Linked DNA regions of Ovis aries: region 2 is linked to region 1. The links are chromatin contacts, called in public Hi-C maps. All regions are on one chromosome and are shown on one strand. Each heading gives the region's core, a stretch centred on a gene start, on an enhancer-like site or on the middle of the called end of the contact. The rest is flanking DNA. Distances are from core to core; before and after follow the strand shown.

Evidence for each region. A called contact is a pair of places that touch in the nucleus more often than the background predicts.
Region 2: a Hi-C map of hypothalamus shows a contact between it and region 1, with 4 times the contacts expected there. The contact joins the enhancer-like site here to the promoter of TTC19 in region 1. A contact is called at or near these places in 14 of 16 Hi-C or Micro-C datasets (blood, hypothalamus, liver and 7 more).

What each region holds. Positions count from the first base shown.
Region 1 is chr11:33,233,123-33,239,870 of ARS-UI_Ramb_v3.0, forward strand. TTC19 (tetratricopeptide repeat domain 19) reads right to left here and starts at 5,304. Exons shown (of 9, transcript XM_060395474.1): 1 at 5,086-5,304; 2 at 4,894-5,006; 3 at 3,468-3,578; 4 at 3,003-3,041; 5 at 2,224-2,280; 6 at 1,867-1,928. The coding sequence starts at 5,254. ZSWIM7 (zinc finger SWIM-type containing 7) reads left to right here and starts at 5,386. Exons shown (of 5, transcript XM_042256702.1): 1 at 5,386-5,503. The coding sequence starts at 5,413.
Region 2 is chr11:33,336,838-33,343,096 of ARS-UI_Ramb_v3.0, forward strand. All of the region lies in intron 7 of SPECC1 (sperm antigen with calponin homology and coiled-coil domains 1), which reads right to left. Among named protein-coding and RNA genes, the nearest start is that of ADORA2B, 70 kb to the left of the region's middle. Within about 2 kb of position 4,039, at least 7 of the 54 cell types and tissues checked have an H3K27ac peak or open chromatin away from gene starts, as enhancers often do. A contact at or near this core is called in hypothalamus, where this site is marked.

The DNA of each region.
Region 1 (6,748 bases), core at 4,054-6,553:
AGTGTTAAGACGGATGGGAACTCTGTTTCAAGTCCCTAAGGGGTATGAACCTCTCCTCTGTCAGAAGTTTGTTTTTTGTCATCTCGGGGCACTGCTGGGGTTTCAGTAACCAACACAACCAGTGCTTCCTCCTCGCCACTGGCAGAGCCGAGGGGCCAGCTCCAGCGCAAACGGAGGCCTGGGCTCACAGCAGAACTCTGACTGCCGACCTCGTCCATTTCCGGGGGATGTAGCACTCCCCACTTCTCTCAAGCTGCAGGGCTCCAGCACAAGTTTCCTTTATAGAAATGGAAGCCCCAACCAGGGCGTTAAAAGGCATTTGGCCCCAGTCCGGGGACCCTCAGTCACCAGTGAGGACGCCCAAGCGGCCAGCAGGCCGACTCTGGACAAAAAGAGGGTTGCCTGCTGGCATCTGAGACACGGGGAGCACCACAGAACATCCATCCGTCCTGGTCTTTGCTCCTCCACTCTGACTCTCAGCTCCTCACTGGAAGCGGCACTAAACAAGCTTACCTCTCCTCCGGCCTTGGCCAGACGACCCTACGCTACTCCGTTCTCAGAAGAGGAGCAGCTTTCCCCCGAGCCAAACCTTGGCAGCAGCAGGGACCTCATGCAAGCAGGGTGTGGAGCAGGGGAGGCTGCCCACAAGACGTTCTCAGTCATCAAGAGAGAACATTTCTGAGCAGGGTAACTTATGGGCTAATTACTGTGGGTACCGCACAGCTTTCACCTCTTGAGAGACCGTGGGCGTGTCTCACTGTCCAGTGTTACCATCCCTGGGCTTCCCCTTAACCCAGGGGTCCACACCCACCAATATCTGGTCCTGTCTGTAACTCATCCAGAGAGACTAACCTGGCTGCAATGCTCCCTAGCATGAACCAACCTCAAAGTTTCTCTATAGACTTGGAGTCAAGAGGCCCTGAGGCTCTGGTCTATCCAGTGTTCAGCCAAATGCCGGGAGATGGACCGGGTCCCCCCAAAAACAAAGGAGCGGACCACTCGGGCTGCAGGTGCCCATGCCAGGGTCTCTGGCTGCAGTGAGCACTCCTCCTACAGCACTGGGCTAGGTACCATTCAAAACTTGTAGTACCCAATTTCTGCAGCAACTCAAGGGCTAAGGAGAAGTCCCTTAAATTCCCTTAAATTTACCCCAAATTAACCCTCCAGGAGTCCTCTGCTTACATCCTCTGAGTTTTCACCTAGAGAGTGAAGGGCACCAGGCCCCTCTATCTGCGTCCCTGACCTTTGGCACACATCTAAAATGCTTCCCAAAGCCTTTCCTATGTACCTGGCAGACTTTTTCTTCTATGTAAGAATCCAGACTCATCCAATACTTTTAAGTAGCACTGCTTTCCTGTCCCACTCGTCCGAAGGCCTCTGCCCCATGCCTCGGTGCCTCCTTGCTACAACCTAGCCACCCCATCACCTCTACAGCCTTTACAAACTGCCCATTGGACGAGCCAGTGACACCCTCTCACAGCAACTCTCTCGTCATATAACCTGTACCTAACTTCCTGCTTTGTTGATACTTCCACCAGCAAAATATGCCACCCCCGGCCACTCTTGCGTTGCTCCCAGCTTTCCTAGGAAAAGCAAAACTAACATTCTAACGACTTCCCAGTTTAAGCAGAAACAGAACACGTGACCAGGCCTGTCATGGTGCAGCCACGGGGACAAGGGCTGCAGGCCCCAATGGACACAGAAGGGGCAAGACTGGAAAAGGCTCAAGATCTCAAAGATGAGGGATGGGACACCAGGAGGGTGACAACCAAGATTTTGGATACCCAGGTGATTAGTAGGATGAAAACTGTGACACCCCAGGGTCAGTTTCTGACCATAGCCCACCCAGACTCTGACTACACTTACCTACTCTGAGCAGCATAAATAGTGGCCAGCTTTAGGGATATCTCTATGATTGCATTGTCTTCCTATTGGGAAAAGAAAAAGGAAGTTAGTTCGTAACAAATAAAATTTCCTCATGAAGTATTTCAGATTCATTTCTAGACTGACTACACCCTGAAAGCCATAGTCTTGATGCTTTTGCAGGAATCAGGCGTCATGCTTCTGCATGAGTGAAAGACTGGCAGTTTTTATACTGGTCTTAGGGGGAAAAATCCCAACTTTTTGGTCAAAATCCATGTGGGGGCTGGGTGGAGTTTCTAAGAGATAAGGCTATTTTGAAAACTGCCTCAGCTAGGATGCAATATTATGTAATGTCCTTACCTGTTGCATGCCCCCTCCAAGCAGGTAACTCATTGTTGCTTTAAAAAGTTTTTCTGCCTAAAAACATAAGGAAGAGATTTTTCTATTTGGGCCCCATATCTAGATGACCCTGCATTCTAAGTACTAGTCTGAGGCAGCATTCCTTGAAAAACACATATACAGAAAGGTAACCTTGCGTTAGAAAAAGACTAAAATGCCGGGACCCCACATCCTCTGGGCACCTTGAAAACTACTACTACTACTTGAAAACCACACTACTACTCTGTGATGTGTACAACCAGCTTCAGAGATCAACTTCCCACCCAAACCCACTGTGGCAGAGACTGCAAACTACCCTTTTCTGGTACAGTCTCCTCAGTTTCCACTAGGTCAAGGGTCCTTCCTTTGCATTTCAGGTGTAATCATATGAGGAGGCTGCGGCCAAGAGATGCACGCAGTTTACACAAACAGCTTCAACAGCGTACTTCACAAGGACGCTGCTGGCCCTCCATCCTCTCCCTGCCCACAGCTGGAGGTGAGCCAGTGCTCGTACTCAGGCGAGAATACATCTTAGAAGGAATGTGGGCTCCTGGGTCACTTCATGGGGTAGAAGTGCCCACCCCTCTTCAGGATTCAGCCGCCTCTGGACTAATGCATTAAAGGGATACGCTTCCTTCTTATTTCAGTCACTTTATCTTGGGGTCTCTTTGTTACAGAAGCTTTGCCTGTACCCTTATGTGCAGAGGTCCCTTGAAGCTAGCCATTCACAAATTCACAACATTACAACATGATTTACTTACATTTTCAAGCTGACCCCTTATAAATGCTAAGTTCGCCATCTGAAAGCAGATTATAAGTTGTTTTTCAGTTTAAAGCATTGTTTCCACTTACTTCAAAATCTTTACACTGAAAACTCCCCTTTGCTTTCACCTTCTATCTAAAAAAACAGTCCAGAAACTGTTGCTAATCTGCTAGAAGCAAAGTTCAGCAATGGGGTGAGAGTACGTGCATAGACTTTGATGATAACAATTCTAGATCCACTCTTCACTGAGAACACAAATATTAATGTTAACTGTTTCTTTTCGGTCTGGGGTTGAGGTTTCTTACAGGTGACAGTTCAAGGGTAATAAAAATGGAAAGCTAAAGAAAACTTAGTAAAAACAAAACCCAGAGAGACATCCTGCAGGTCAGGAATACTAATCAGGAACACTAACAGCCCTTCTCCTGCACCACTGGCGGCGGCTCAGACTGGTCAGAGGAGTTACCAAGTCATAAGTGTAAGCAATGGCCTTCGTGTTGTGACTCTTGTGGGCAAGATGAAGAGCATCATGCAAAATCAGCTCTGCCTCTTCTGGCTCATCTTTCATGATGCATAACTGAAAAGAGAAAACAAAATAAAAGAAACTGAAACACGAAAAGAACAGAGACATGCACCGCCAGACAGAAGCGAGTATGGGCTACGTGTCCCAGTACACAGAGGGAAGCTAGTCATTCATTCCTCAAACACTTATTGAATCCCTGCTCTGCAAAGGCATGGTGTCTGCAGTGGGGACTGGAGAGGGGCTCCCCTGCAGCTCCGCATGGCCACAGATATAGCACACTGGCTGACATAGGCAGCAGGATTGTGAGCACTTTTCACGAGCTCTTATAGCGGAGCTGCTGGCCCTACATCCTCCTCCACTCTTCCTGCAGGACAGGTGGGGCTCAATCACAACCAATGATACAGGCGAAGAAAGGCAAGAGAAAGGAACAAGGGGTTTCCTTCAAATGGAGTCAAGAGAAGCCGCCCAAGGAAGCGACAGTTAAATTGAGGTAAAAAGAAAAACAGCCAACTAAGGAAGGAACTATGGGGGAAACTGACCCAAACAGACAGCAGGGAAGGAGCGAAGGTGCTACAGACTGAAGATAACGGACTTTCAAGAACCACTCAAACAATGAAAGTCAACAGATGTCAACTGATGGTGACTGTTACTGCCAAGTAGGGAGGCAATGGGGTGGGACCATAGGTCTCACCAGCCAGGGCAAGGAGTCTGGGTTCTACCACAAACGCTGTGACGGGTCAATCAAGGCTTGTGGGCACGGAATGACACCAGCTGATTTACATTTAAATGATCCAGTTGCTGTCAAGCCTGGATGGCAGGGGGCAACAGGGCAGACAAGACTGCAGGCTGTGGCAGCGTGGCCAGGGCGACAGGAGGAGACACCGAAGAGGCGACAGGTTCGAGATTTTGGATTTGGTGGCAAAATACAAAAATTCGTTGCTGGATTCTTGGTATATGGGAGGTGGTAGGTAGGTACCACACAAGTTCTCAGAATGGGGCAGACTACAGAAAAGAAGAGGTACTGAGGGAAGGGGTCGGAGGGGTGCCTAAGACCACAGGTTCGTTTGGGTCAGCTGAAGCCTCAAATAGAGTTGGCATGCGGGCCGCACCTGCCGTGTGCGGGCACTCGGGTGGACGCGGTGGGCATGAGGCGGCGGTCAGCGCAAAGGAGGAGACCCGGCACCCCGGGAAGAGGGGAAAACGTTCAGGAAGAAGAGGCCCGCCTCGCTCCCCTCAGCCTGTGCGCACTTCTCCCCGCGCTCGCAACCTCGCAACCGGCAGCGCCGCCTCCACCTGCGCCCAACGCACGGACCCCACGACTCCGTCCACCCGGGTCCCCGTAGTCGAGGGACGTGCTGCAGCCCCTCACCTTGGCTCGCTTCAGCAGCTGGATGATCTCGGCTTCGGCGTCCCCGGCTGCAGCCCCGCCCGCGCCCCGTCGCTCCTGCTCCGCCGCCGCGGGCCTCGAGGACCAGGCGAGCGCTGCAGGAAGGGGCACTGAGGTCACCGTGCTCAGCCCAACCAGCCCGGCCCGCCCGGCCCGCCGGCCTGCACCCCTCACCTGCCAGCAGCGGCAGTAGGCCCGAGCCTCGGCCGCGCGGCGCCCCTCGGCACGGCGGCGCCCGAACTCCCGGCGGCCCGGGCAGCAGGCACACCGGGTAGCAGCGGCCCCGCCGTTCCGCCACCCGCAACAGACCTCGGGCCAGGCCCACAGCCAGACGCCGGTACATGGCCCCCAGAGCGTCCTCTGCGCACTGCGGCCACGGGCTCCGGAAGTCCCGCCCCTGGCGCCGAACGCCCGCCGATTGGCCGGACCGCCCGCATGCGCCGGGACGCAAGTCTACGTCACCTCGCCTTCCTCCCCTGCCCCGGAGAACGCGGGACCGCCATGGCGGCTCCGACTGGGCCTCTCACGTTACCAGCTGTGGTGGAGGAGCTGCTGAGCGAGATGGCGGCGGCTGTGCGGGACGGCGCGCCGAGTATGGGCGGGGGCGCGGGAAGCAGCGCCGGCGGGACGGGGTTCGGGGGTCCGGGCCCACTGGGGAGGTCTCCGCCCTCTTAACTCGCCTGTAGCCCTTCCTTCCCGCGGTCTGTGTTTGTTCCAAAAGGTTCCCCTCCTGACCTCTGTGCACGAGTGACTGTTTCAGGGCCCCAGATGCAGGACTTGAGGGGTCTGGACGCTGTGGCTGTGCCTTTATTCCTCTGACCAGCAGAGGACGCTCTGTGACCAGACTCCCCTGGCCGCAAGCGCACGGGGCCAGAGCGCGTCCCCGTTAGAGCTGGCGCCACCGCCGCCATCTGAATGACCATCCAAAACATCGGTTAGGCTTCAGTGAACCTTGCTGGTTCACTTGGGCGGCGTTTGTTTGCAAAGGACCGCACTTTGAAAAGGATTTACCTTGACTTGTTTTTTAAAGAATTGAGAGGAGGAAGCCAACTTTTCTCATTTCAGTTAAATCTAAAGCAGTACATGTGCTTAAAAGATGAGGCGAGCCAGGTATTCGAACATCCTCTAATCCCAAAAAGCTTGGGGGAGAAACCAGTCTGTTGACAGCTCAAACAGTGGTTGCCAGAAAGGGTTGTGTGTGAAGAGCACAGTGTGAGAGTCTTGAAGGGGGCGCCCCTGAGGCTTGGGGCTCATAGAGACTACTATCACCGATTCACGTTTTTCAGAGCCATTTTCTTCTAGTTAAAAATCTTTGTTCTTAGACAGTCATACACTCTTCCTGAGCCCCCTCCTTCGACGATAATTTTCTTTAGATCAGTATTCTGAGTTTACACTTATATGATGTAAAATATAGTCACAGCTGAGCCATGTAGTAAGTGATGACTACTTCTTTACTGTAACTTTTTGCTTCCTCTCAAAACTGTCATGATTGCATTTGTTTGGTTGTTTACTTTTCTATATGTTTATCCCTAATTCAATAACTTCCTTTTAGCTCAGATGGTAAGGAATCTGCCAGCAATGTAGGAGACCCAGGTTTGATCCCTGGGTCAGGAAGATCCCCTAGAGAAAGAAATGGCAACCCACTCCAGTAGTCCTGCCTGGAGAATTCCATGGACAGGAGCCTGGCGGGCTACAGTCCATAGGGTCGAAAAGAGTCAAACATGACTAAGTGGCTAACACAAACACACACACATCCATAATTCAACTTCAAACTCTTAGCAGTGTTCTGAATCCTCTACTCAAGATGCTGAGGTGTTTTGTCCATTTCATTTTCTTC
Region 2 (6,259 bases), core at 2,789-5,288, 100 kb after region 1:
GACATGCCTAAAACAGATAACGACCAAGCAAAACAGACCCCCAAAGCCAGCTCCCACATGCCACCTGCGCCAAACAGAGAAAAAACTGGACACTGGTGAATTTCCTCGCTGGCACCTTTTCTGCTACATTTCTTTCAGCGCCTCTATCTCTGACATTCCGCAGAGATTTACCTTAAAGAGCCTCTCCTCTAGCTTAAGATACAAGATTTCAAGAGTGGTTGGGCAGAGTGAGCACAGATGAAGGCAGAATCCAAACACTGATCCTGGGCAGAGAACAGGTCCTGACACACTTGGATCCACTGAAGCAAGAATAAGTGATAGGCAAAAACAGGCCCCGACGCACGGACAGATCTCACGGCGTAAGGTGAAGAGATTCACTGCACGTGAGGGAGAACAGATGTGTAAATAAAGGACAAGAAACAGACTCAGACATTGAAAAGCCTCTGCCTTGAGAATGCAATAAAACCAAGAGAATAAACAAAAGGTGACAATGTAAAATGAAAGGCTGAGTGTTATTAGCAATCTCGTAAGGGCAGGAAAATATCTTCAAGGGGAACTAGCTTAAGAGAAAAAGGAACAAGAGCGTATTGGGAAAGTTTTTCTGAAAATGGATGAAATGAACGATGTCAATGTGGGATTTCAATTCCATGGGCGGAGAACGCTGCTGACACTGACTGCCTTCCAAGATGCTACCAGAGGGGTTTAACACTTCCATTTTATTATGAGTTCACCTAAATAATACTTCACAATTAAGAAGAAATCCAATACAGTCAATCACCAAACAATCTGTTTTTAGATTTCAACAAGACAACTCTGGACCTCAAATTCCATGTACTGTAATTTCCGATACTTCAGAATTTTTAATTAAAAACTCATTTATGCAAAATTAGTATCTTTGCTCTTTGCCCTCTTATTTCCAATAATGAAATCATTTGCACTTAAAAGTCAACCTCCTGTCTACAAAGTGTACTGAAAATGCAGCTTTGCTTCTGCCTTGGTTCTAGTCATCTGATGTGGCTTTTAAGTTCTGAAACTACACGTGCCAGAAAACTGGGAACAAAGTGACCTGGAGGTCCTGCCAGGGGTGAAAAATCAGGCAACAGACTCTTCTAAATAATTACATATTTATTTAGCACTTCATAAACACTTATATATAAAAATAGTCAACAGTCTCCCAAGAAAGATCAAAATATGTGGGGCAGAGACAGCTGCGCATTTGAAGCTGAGGTTGTGTTTTTCTTGTTTATATTTGAAAACACCAGGCAAGTGAATTTTATATCATCGTAAGGACTTTCAGTCCGAGGTAAACTTACAGATATATAAATTCCTATCCCACAAGGACAATTCCAGCGGGTATCGAAACTATTCTTACAGAGAGGACAGTGACCTCTCAAGTTGAGTCTTCTAGTGACCCGCCCCCCCTCCAACGTCTTCCTGAGATGACCAGTTTGCCTAAGTTTCTGTGGAGCAGACAGGAAGTCCTATCTTGTCTCGTCTCCTATACGGTAGCTGATGGTCCAGATGCTCCTCACACGAGGGATGCAGTGGTCTCTGCCTGGCGGAGGCTGCTGACCTGGTCTTACATCTTCACAAATGGATGCACTTCCAACAGTTTACAGTCTCGTTTTGAACCTTGGATCCCTCTGAGTTACACGATTCTGGACTGGAAAAGTCTTTTAGTTTCCAAGGTGAGCTTATTCACGAGGCTTTTGCCAATGCTCGTGAGTTCTCAATGCAGTTCTGATCAGCACTGTCACCACGTGGAAGTGTCTGATTCAACCACAGCCTTTATGATCAAGCAAACATCTAACAGAACCCCAAAGAGATTTTGGAAGTCAGCCCAACACGTGGCAGTGGCTTGTTCTGGACTAGGTGAGGAAGTCAGACCTCAGCTTGAAGAGGCGAAATCAAGGCTTGACATGGGGGAAGTAGGGCTTTCTAACTTCTTCAGAGACGTCACGTGGACAGCTATTTCACCTAAACTAGTGTTAATTTCAAGCTTATTGGATTCCGTATTCAAAAGGAAGCATAAAAATAAACTCCAAAGGGTAGAGTGTGGCCTGGTTTGTGTTCTCTCTGCACATGCAAAGCCACAGACTTCACTCAGCACTCTGCTGCTGCTAAGTCGCTTCAGTCGTGTCTGACTCTGTGCGACCCCATAGACGGCAGCCCACCAGGCTCCCCCGTCCCTGGGATTCTCTAGGCAAGAATACTGGAGTGGGTTGCCATTTCCTTCTCCAATGCATGAAAGTGAAAAGTGAAAGTGAAGTCGCTCAGTCGTGTCCGACTCTTAGCGACCCCATGGACTGCAGCCTACCAGGCTCCTCCATCCATGGGATTTTCCAGGCAAGAGTACTGGAGTGGGGTGCCATTGCCTTCTCCAACTCAGCACCCTGGCTGCCTCTAAAAAAATGTTTTCACGACAGACTCGTACTTTGTGTTTTTTGTCTTTTGTTTTTAGAACAATTTCATTTTGTGCTTCAAAGACTGCTGAATCTTCTGAGAAGAAACGGGGAAAATCAAAGGGAAGGATCATCTTTGTGCAGAGTTGATTCCAAAATGCAAAAAAAAAAAAGGCAGAGAGACTTCCTGGCAATGACTGTTCAAGACAATGGCTGTTCTAAGGAGACCGTTTGATTGTTTATGAAAAGGGCATTCCTCCCCTACACATGCCCCCTCTCACACAGAAATGGCTGTGGCTCCCCATCGCGGCAGGGCTGGGCGGCCTCTCCTCCTCCACCTGCTCTGCTAGCTGACAGAGACCATGGAGCTGGAAGATAGAAACAGGAGGCACAGGCTGGTAAAGGGGTTACTCCATGTAACACGACTGCAGTCTACACACAAGAACTGATAGCTGGCAGTGTCCAGGGGCACAGCTCAGATCCAGGACAGGATCAGCACACCTAGATTTTGACTTTTCCCATCCCTTGCAGAAGTCAAGAGGTCTTACAGACAGAAAGAATGCCATGAACAGGCTCCTCCCACTAGACCTTTGCTGACAGACAAGGGTGTCGGCAGAGATGACGGAGACCAATCACATCAGGCCCCTGACAGAATGGCCTGTGGGTCCCTCTACTGTCCTACAGTTAAGAGTAAAAAAGAAAAAGGACTTCTTTTATGATACACACGTGCTGTGTACACACGTGCTGGAGAAGGGAACGGCAACCCATTCCAGTATTATTGCCTGGAGAACCCCATGGACAGTGAGAAGAGCTTGGTGAGCTATAGTTCATGGGGTCGCAAAGAGTCGGACACAACTGAGTGACTTGGCACGGCACACAAGTGTTAAAGGCTTCAGGGAGGCACACACCCTTGGCCCACTTTTCAAAGTGAATCTGTAGACGGGGCCAGGCAGCAGGCCAGACGCAGCTCTGCAGAACTACAGGCGGCTTCTCTGATGCCACACTTGCGAAGCTAAGCTATGAAAATGCATGTCTGTGCGAGTGAACGGGTGATGCTTGCCGGGATACTGGAGGACCAGTTTCTGCCCCGAGGGCCAAATAAAATGCCAGCAGCCCAACAGTTGGAGGTATGAATGTGAGGTCTGCTCAGAAAGTGTGCGGGAATCCTCTTGAGAACTGGCCTCTCCCCAAGGTGGGGATGGGGAGGGGGTTGGACATGTCGACAATCCCAGGGACCCAGGAAGCTACACCTCCAATGCCCCACACCTCCCTTCCAGTGACAGCCCCAGACACCCAGCAAGCAGTGTGACATGTTACATCTGTGAAAACAACACAGGGCGCACAGAGGCACACAACCAAAGTCAGAATGCAGGCGCGCACACAGAATTAACAGCTGACCCCAGGGAGGCTGGCAGTGACAGGCTGCATGCTGCTGGCTTCAGGGGCGGCAATGCAAGAACCAGAAGCACAGACTGGCGCATCGCGCACCTGAAATGTCCTAGTTTGGAAGCTGGCACAGCTAATCGTGCACAGACATTTCAGCGTGTTTAGCTCTTTAAGATGTTCCCCATGGCTGCTCACTGGTGTCACACAATAAGTACAGCAGAAATCGAGTAAGTCCCCTGCAAACAATGGCTTTAACAGTTTCACGGTAAGAGCAGACACACAGAGAGGTCTGTCCCTGCTTTGGTCTGAGACACCCACGTCATGCACGTCTCACTGACAGGGTCTTTTGTTAGAGAGGCTGCGTGTGGCCCATCGAGGCAGTAAGCTGAGTTGCATGTGTGTTCTCTAAAATTGCCAGGCCCAAGGACTCAACTTTTCAGGAAGAATATCTGTTGTTTCAATTTCGATGAAAGTTTTAATTTCATTGTATTTCCCTTAATGGTTCAAAACAAGAAACAGCCAGAGTTGAAAAAGTTATTCATGATCCTTTCATCCAATAATTTATGTGTCTGGCAAAACTGCCCACTTTCAGGTCCACAAAAACTACACAGGCTTGTTCAGATTTCTGGAAGAGAAAGATGAGGTCCATAACCTCATGTGGAGGTGCCATATGTAAGGGAGACCCCAGGCTTCTGTCAGGAAGATGGTTCAATGGGCGTGCAAGTCCATGACTCTCCATCAGAGAAAGCTCAGCCCATCAACTTGTCTCAGAAAACAGCAGAGCCTGGGGGGATGGGCCTTAAAACCTGACCTACTCTTACCTCCTCATTTAAGAGACAAAGGCGCTTGGTCTGGGGAGAAAACCTGCAAAGGTGAGATCAGAGCCTAACTGTGCCATGTATCTTAACATCAATTATTCTGACTCCAAAATAAAAATACCTCTGAAAACTTCACAGGGCTGAAGATAGCTAATGAGCTAAGTTTTAGAGTCATCTAAAATTAGTATGCTAAATAACGCTCCACTGTTTTAGGTACTGAGTTCTTGGGAACAAACGCTAATTCGTCTGCTCACCCAGGCCTGCCGCCCACCCGCCTGCTGGCCTGTGTTCTCTTGAGAGCCAGCTGATGACAAGGCGAATCGGTCCACCTGGAGTCATGATCCAGGTGCTTCTCCTACAACGCTCTTACCTTCTCTTGTTGTACTAATACTTGGAGGACCTCGTTAGAATTTTCTGCACGTTCTTCGGCTGTGGCTGAGCCAAGGATGACTTCTGAGTTCTTGTTAGGTGACTGTCAAAGTCAAGAACTCAGGCAGCCAAGATGGAAGCACTATGCTGATCTGGGACCTTGGAGGGTGGGAGCTGGTTCCAGGTCTGGCTCAGGTGGTGTGTTCAGGGAGAGGCAGGGCCGCCGGCAAGTAACTTCTCCAAGGCCAACACTTAGAAGAGGCAGCTGGTCAGGGTGGCCAGAGCCTGGTAAGAGACCACTCTGGCAAGTGTCTGGAGGGTGGCCTGAGGCAATGACGGCCAAGAAACCCACTGATGGCACAGGTTCCGTAATGTGTCAGTTCTCGAATTTTGAAATATTGTGTGATAAGGGATTAAACTGCTGTATTTGGGAGGTAGGTTTGCAAATCACTGGAAAATCAGAAGAGAAATGTACTGCGTTTTTAAAAAAAGTGCCCCTAAGTTAGAAAATGCTGGGTATAGCAAATGGGGGGCCCTATGTGGTCAAGCTACATGTAGGCGTCCTGTGACATCAGGCTTGTACAGATAATCTGACCTGCTTCTTAGATCTATACAATAACTTATTGAGGGCCACATCTTACACTCAGGGCTTGTCTTTCACTGTTTATCTGTGAGATGACGTATATATGAAGCAACGCAAGTTATGATGTGGTTCTTCCTCCAAAGACACACAATAGAAAACCAAGACACGTGGACAAGCAAACAAAAGTAGACACCACAGTAAACCAGAACAACCCACAGTCATTTCAACAAGGAACACGAAATCTGCTTTCCCACTTGGCTGCTCCCTGAACTGAAAATTCATGTGCTTTGGTGGCCAGAAAGTATAGGTTTCACTACACAGTCATGATCTTGATTTTCATAAACAAAGGGTCACGAGACTGACCAAAGCAAGTTTGGTAAGAGAATCAAAACAGAATTCTGAGTAGAAATCTACCCCTTCCACTGCCATGAAATTCACGACACTACATCAGACCCAGAGGCTGGGAATCCAGCCTCCAGCAATGGTGGAAAACAGTTATAAATTGCAAGCTGTACAAATCTATATCCAGAATCTACTAAGGGTTTTTAAATTCTACTGTGCTTTATATTGAGAGACATCTTAAAATTCAAAATAACTTCTAATAACCAAGAACCTCAATGTTAAGGACATCTATTCCTGACAGGGGAGAGACAGCAATGCATGAGCTGAAGCCTAAAATACTGTGACAATCTTGCCCGGAA